2 separate regions of the Triticum aestivum genome follow, and region 1 is linked to region 2. A link is a contact called in public HiCAR-type data. All regions are on one chromosome and are shown on one strand. Each heading gives the region's core, a stretch centred on a gene start, on an enhancer-like site or on the middle of the called end of the contact. The rest is flanking DNA. Distances are from core to core; before and after follow the strand shown.

Region 1 (2,700 bases), core at 168-2,667, 140 kb after region 2:
CGTTGTGATGCATCGACCCTTCCCCTTTGGAGAAATACCGATGTAGCTTCAAGCGACAACAATGGTGCAGTCGCAGGCACTGGATGCGGCGATGCCCGAGCCGTCGTGCTCCCCGCCGTGCTAGGATGGAGCAACTCACCAGTCCTCCGCGAGTTGGCTTCGATCGGCGAGTTGCTGAACCACGCGTCGGCTTGGGGCGACAACTGGCTCCGTCAGGCTAGGTAAGGGAAGGTCGAGCAGCGAGCTGCCTCGCCGGATACGGCGGACTCGATGGGCCACCCAACCGACTTTTATGCTGGAGAACTGCACTTTCGGCACGTCGGGTGCCATCGGAAGAGTGGAGAAAATGGACAAATGGTGAAGGAGGAGATGGGGGAGCGACGAGGGGGGGGGGGGCGATTCTTGCACGACGTATAGCCTCGTTTAAATAGAGGGCGAACGGGCGGAGCTCGGTCGGCGTTGCGTTTAATGTCGGCCCGCTCATGAAACGAACGTGTGGCATGAGTATATTTCTCGGCTTCCATGCGGGTTTAATGGAGACGTTTGAATGCGGCGAGGAGGCGTGCAGCGAGCGACGTCCTCGGCCGGCGCACCGCTTCAATGGCGGAGGCAGTGGAATGTCGCGTCCGCTTTGAGCCATTTTCCATGTGAAGCGGTGCGCTCGATAGCAGCATGAATGCGGGTAGCTGGCACCAGGCAGAAAGCACGTGCGGGAGGGAGGAGTGGTTTTTGGTGGGCCAGGGAGATCAGAAGTGGACTTGGGATCGGTCCGGACTCCAGTATACCCTCCCCCTCCTCCCTCGTTGTTTGTCTCCGGTTTACGGGAGGAAACGTGTCCGACTGCATCACGGATCCATATAGAACCACCTTAGATGGCTCTCACGGTCCGGACGATTGCGGGATGTGTGAGGGTCGGTGGCGTTGGAGATGCTCTTACCATCCACGACTTGCGAGGTTGTCCTTGTGTTCGAAACAACCCCTCTAGTAGAAGGTAGAAAATGAGTGAGCATCTTGACTGATTTTTATTTCCCACAATCTCTTATAATCAATATGGGCATCCACAAGATATTGTAATTTTTAATACTGTATTATCAATATACGTCATATAGGGCGTACTCCAGCGAGAAGAAAACGTGGGAGCATCCGCGGGAATCCCACGAATTAAACCTTGAAATCCACGCGATCCAAGCATACCACACCAGACGTGGATATCCAAGCGATCCTTCGCCGGAAAGCTGTTCAATCAAGACGAATCTTGTGGCACTGCACCCATCACCGGCCGGCCGGCTGGAGTGGCGCCGCGGACAGTTGACACGTCGCCTCGTGAGCGGTGAGCGAGTGCGTCAGAGGGCACGTCAGTCAAGTGTGGTACATTTTCAGTCTGACCATCCCACTTCTGGCGCCTCGTGTGTCTTCACACTGAAGCCGTTCACGTGCACGCTCGTCCTTCCGGCGCCGAACTGGAGCGGCACCGGCATAAATACCACCCGGCCGCCCCGCTCCCGTGTCCACCGCAAACACAACCCAACCCAACACACACACGCCTAGCTCTAGCTTGAGAGAGAGGGAGAGGATGGCGGGAGCGGTGAACGGCGTGGAGGCAGCGCAAGCTCAGGGCGGCGGCGCGGCGGCGGGGGAGGCGGCGATCAGGCACCGGACGGTGGAGGCGAACGGCATCGCGATGCACGTGGCGGAGTCCGGGCCGGAGGACGGGCGGGCGGTGCTGTTCCTGCACGGCTTCCCGGAGCTGTGGTACTCGTGGCGGCACCAGATGGCGCACCTCGCCGCGCGGGGCTACCGGTGCGTGGCGCCCGACCTGCGCGGCTACGGCGGCACGGAGGCGCCGGCCGACGTCGCGTCCTACACCGCCTTCCACGTCGTCGGCGACGCCGTCGCGCTGCTCGACGCCCTCGGCATCGGCAAGGTACGCGCCAGGGCCAATCAAAGCCACGTCAAGTAGTAGTAATTAGTTTAGTCATGCATCGCATCCCGCCCAACGCTGCTGCTCCATCAGTGTCGGGGACGCGTCCCGTTCCGTTGGGTGCGGGTGCGGGTGCGGGTCGCGGTCCGTCTCACTCTCACGGATGGAGCAGCGTTCCGTTCCGTTCCATCACGGCTCCAGAATGTGACAGTCACCCCTTCAAAAAAAAAAGAATGTGACAGTGACGGGCGCCAGCGAACGAGAAAAAAATGCCACCATGGACTCCTTTGCTCTGTTTCTTAAAGAACTCTGCTTGCAACAAGGACGCACACCAATAAATTGGCATCTCCCCATGTGAAAGTGTGACACCATACCACCATGCATGTACCGCCTGCACTGTGCTCTGTACGGCCCCTCCCGGCGAAAGATTACTTTATTCGGTCTCGCCGAGACGCTATTAGCGCTTGTTTGGTTCATAAATCCTTGTAAGTCCTTCTTGAGAGTCTTATTTCATAAGTCTCAAATGCCTAATTTAAGTCTCTATAAGTTCCTCCTGTTTGATTTGGTTTAGATTAAATCCTTAAACCAATAAGTGTCTGGAAACAAACACCCTCTTAGTAGTCTGATTGTTTGTCAGGACAATTAGTTTGTTGTTTTGTCGTGTCCATCAGCGAACAAACCAACTGAATTGTTTCTCCAAAACAAGTTTGTCAGGTCCCCTTTTTTCTTCTTTCCGCCGCTAGGAATGTGACGTTCACGAGCGCGATCAACTTGAAAGC
Region 2 (2,700 bases), core at 15-2,514:
GCTTTTCTTTGTATCGTGTCAGATATAAACCGATCTTGTGTAGCTGGAGCATGTGGACGTGTTCACGAGCAGATTATAACACTGATTATTGACCTGCCATAAAGAAATTCAGTAGGTACTTTCTCTGTAAACTAATATAAGGTCTTTTAAGTAGTAATTTAAAAGATCTTATATTAGTCCAAGGAGGAAATACTTTCTCCGTCCGGAAATACTTGTCATCAAAATTGATAAAAAAAGATATATCTAGAACTAAAATACATCTATATACATTCCCTTTTATCCATTTTGATACAAATATTTTCGAACGGATGAAGTACTAATTAAGCGTGTACGTACTCACATTGACTTGAAAGTTGGCGCAAAAACCATTACTTATCCAGAGAGCTTTTAGATTAATGGTCGGCTGATGCTGAGCTAACTACCCCGCAAATAAAAGATTGGGAGTATAGCTGAGACGTGAGAGCGAGAACACAATCATATACGAGCATTATTAACAAGCCAAGCCGTTGATCGAGGAAGAAAACACACGCGCACGTAGGCGAAGCTCCCGGCGGCCCATAGTCCTACACCAACGGCCGCCGGTCCAGCTCCAGCACATGCGACCACCCATGCATACATGCCCGAATTACACTCCCGTCCCCATAGTAGTAATACCGCCCTACATTTTCCTTTGGCAAATATACCACCCCATTCGTATTTGGTAGTAATTACTGATCGTGTTTTCCATCTCTAGAACACATTGAATGTTCAGTGAAAAAAAAAACAGATGGGCTGTTTATACAGGTACGTGCATCCAAGATGAAGAATCGTTCAGATCAAAATGGTTACTGAGTCGACGAGGAGTACCTTTTACCACACGCAGAAGAATTGATCAGACGGAACTACTGAGCAGCCGACACCCACTGGCCGAACATTGGACGATGCTTTGATCCAGCGGTCGGCCTCCTCTTTGTGACATGCATGTACGGTCAGATCAGTAGCATCGTCCAGACATCGGCTGCACACCGTCGTGTGTATAGCAGATCAATCATGAGTCTACGCTATACGGTATGTGAGGTTTCAGGCAGCTGGCTGTCACCTTCAACGACGCGTACACTGCGTAAATACGGCTACTTCGCGCCAATTGAACGCCGCTTTGACTTGAAAACGCGGCTGGGTTATTTTACACGCTGAACCGTTCGGGACAGCACACGCATTCCTACCCATCTCCGCCCGGCCACGACCTATATATAAGCACCCCTCCGGCGAGCCCATTCCCGGCACACAACAACAGCCAACAGGCAACAGCAAAGCGACCTCACCAGCGCACAAAGATCACCTCATCACAGCTTTCCAGTTCACCGGCCATCGTCGCGATGAAGCCCGGCACCGAGCCGGCCACCGGCGTCCCCGTCGGCGGCGCACCGGGCGCCCCCACCGCCTGGTCCTCCGGCCTCTTCGACTGCTTCGACGACTGCGGCCTCTGTACGTAGCCTTGCTCTCAGGCGGCTCATGCCATCTTCCTCCTACTCATCTCAACGTCTCAATCGCCATGAAATGCATGTCTAATACATACTTATGATGTGTGCAGGTTGCCTGACTTGCTGGTGCCCGTGCATCACGTTCGGGAAGGTGGCGGAGATCGTGGACCGGGGCGCGACGTCGTGTGGGACGAGCGGCGCGCTCTACGTGCTGCTGGCGTCGCTCACGGGGTGCCACTGGATCTACTCCTGCACCTACCGCTCCAAGATGCGCGCCCAGTACGCGCTCCCGGACGCGCCCTGCTGCGACTGCTGCGTGCACTACTGCTGCGAGCCCTGCGCGCTCGTCCAGGAGTACAAGGAGCTCAAGGCCCGCGGCTACGACCCCGAGATCGGCTGGCACCTCAACCAAGAGCGCCGCAACGGCGGCGCCGGCGGCGTCAACCCGCCCGGCATGCAGGAGATGGGCCGCTGATCGAACCCGGCTGCTCATTGCCGTACGTGTGAAGGGAGGGTCGATCGAGCAAGCGTTCTTTCGTGCTTGGTAAATTGTTGCATAGACTTGGTTAAGTTCGTACTCTTTGTCAATAAAATCACCCTTTGTCGAAAAAAAATTCATACTGTGAATGGGTTATGTACTTATGTTGTATGGTGAGTTGATGATGTGATGTCAGGGCAAGAACGTGTGTACGTTTTTCTCCTTCTTTTTTCTTTTTGCGATGGCAGAAAAAAATGTCGCTCTGCATTTCATCCTTGTATTTCTATGGCTGGCCACCCGGTCGGCCTCTGGTTTTGAATAAAAATTCATGTTTGCTATTCCTTATACTACAACAGAATAATAATAACAATTTCAGCCGATTCCTGTGGAGAAGACGAATGCGCAACTCCATACTCATGGGAACCGCAGTGTGTCGCCGCTAGATGGGAGTAAGAGAGTCGACGGTGCGGGTAGAGGTGTGAGGCATGATCACCGCTGTCGGAGAAGGGGAGGGGTATAGAGGGACATCCGAGACGACAACAACTCGACAAAGGATATGACTCGTATTGGGCGGGGCGACGAAGCGACGCGATAATGGCATCAACCACGGGTGATGGTGGCAACCGGTTCAGCCAAAGCTAAGGGAGGGTAGCCGAGATGGGAGAAGAGGAAGACGTAGGAGTGAAAAAAGGCTGATGCGAGGAAAAGAAACAGTTGACTCATTCAAGTGACTCATAGGTTCTCCCTAAAAAGCGAAATGCA

The links. HiCAR-type assays count read pairs that join an accessible place to other places.
Region 1: a contact with region 2 is called in a HiCAR-type map of leaf, with 3 times the contacts expected there. The contact joins the promoter of LOC123084165 here to the promoter of LOC123082820 in region 2. A contact is called at or near these places in 1 of 5 Hi-C or Micro-C datasets (root) and 1 of 1 datasets of contacts at active chromatin or transcription factors (leaf).

The regions. Positions count from the first base shown.
Region 1 is chr4A:638,633,129-638,635,828 of IWGSC CS RefSeq v2.1, forward strand. It overlaps LOC123084165, which reads left to right and starts at 1,418. Exons shown (of 8, transcript XM_044505910.1): 1 at 1,418-1,924. The coding sequence starts at 1,574.
Region 2 is chr4A:638,494,709-638,497,408 of IWGSC CS RefSeq v2.1, forward strand. LOC123082820 (cell number regulator 10) reads left to right here and starts at 1,265. Exons shown (of 2, transcript XM_044505058.1): 1 at 1,265-1,464; 2 at 1,571-2,276. The coding sequence starts at 1,356. The coding sequence ends at 1,935.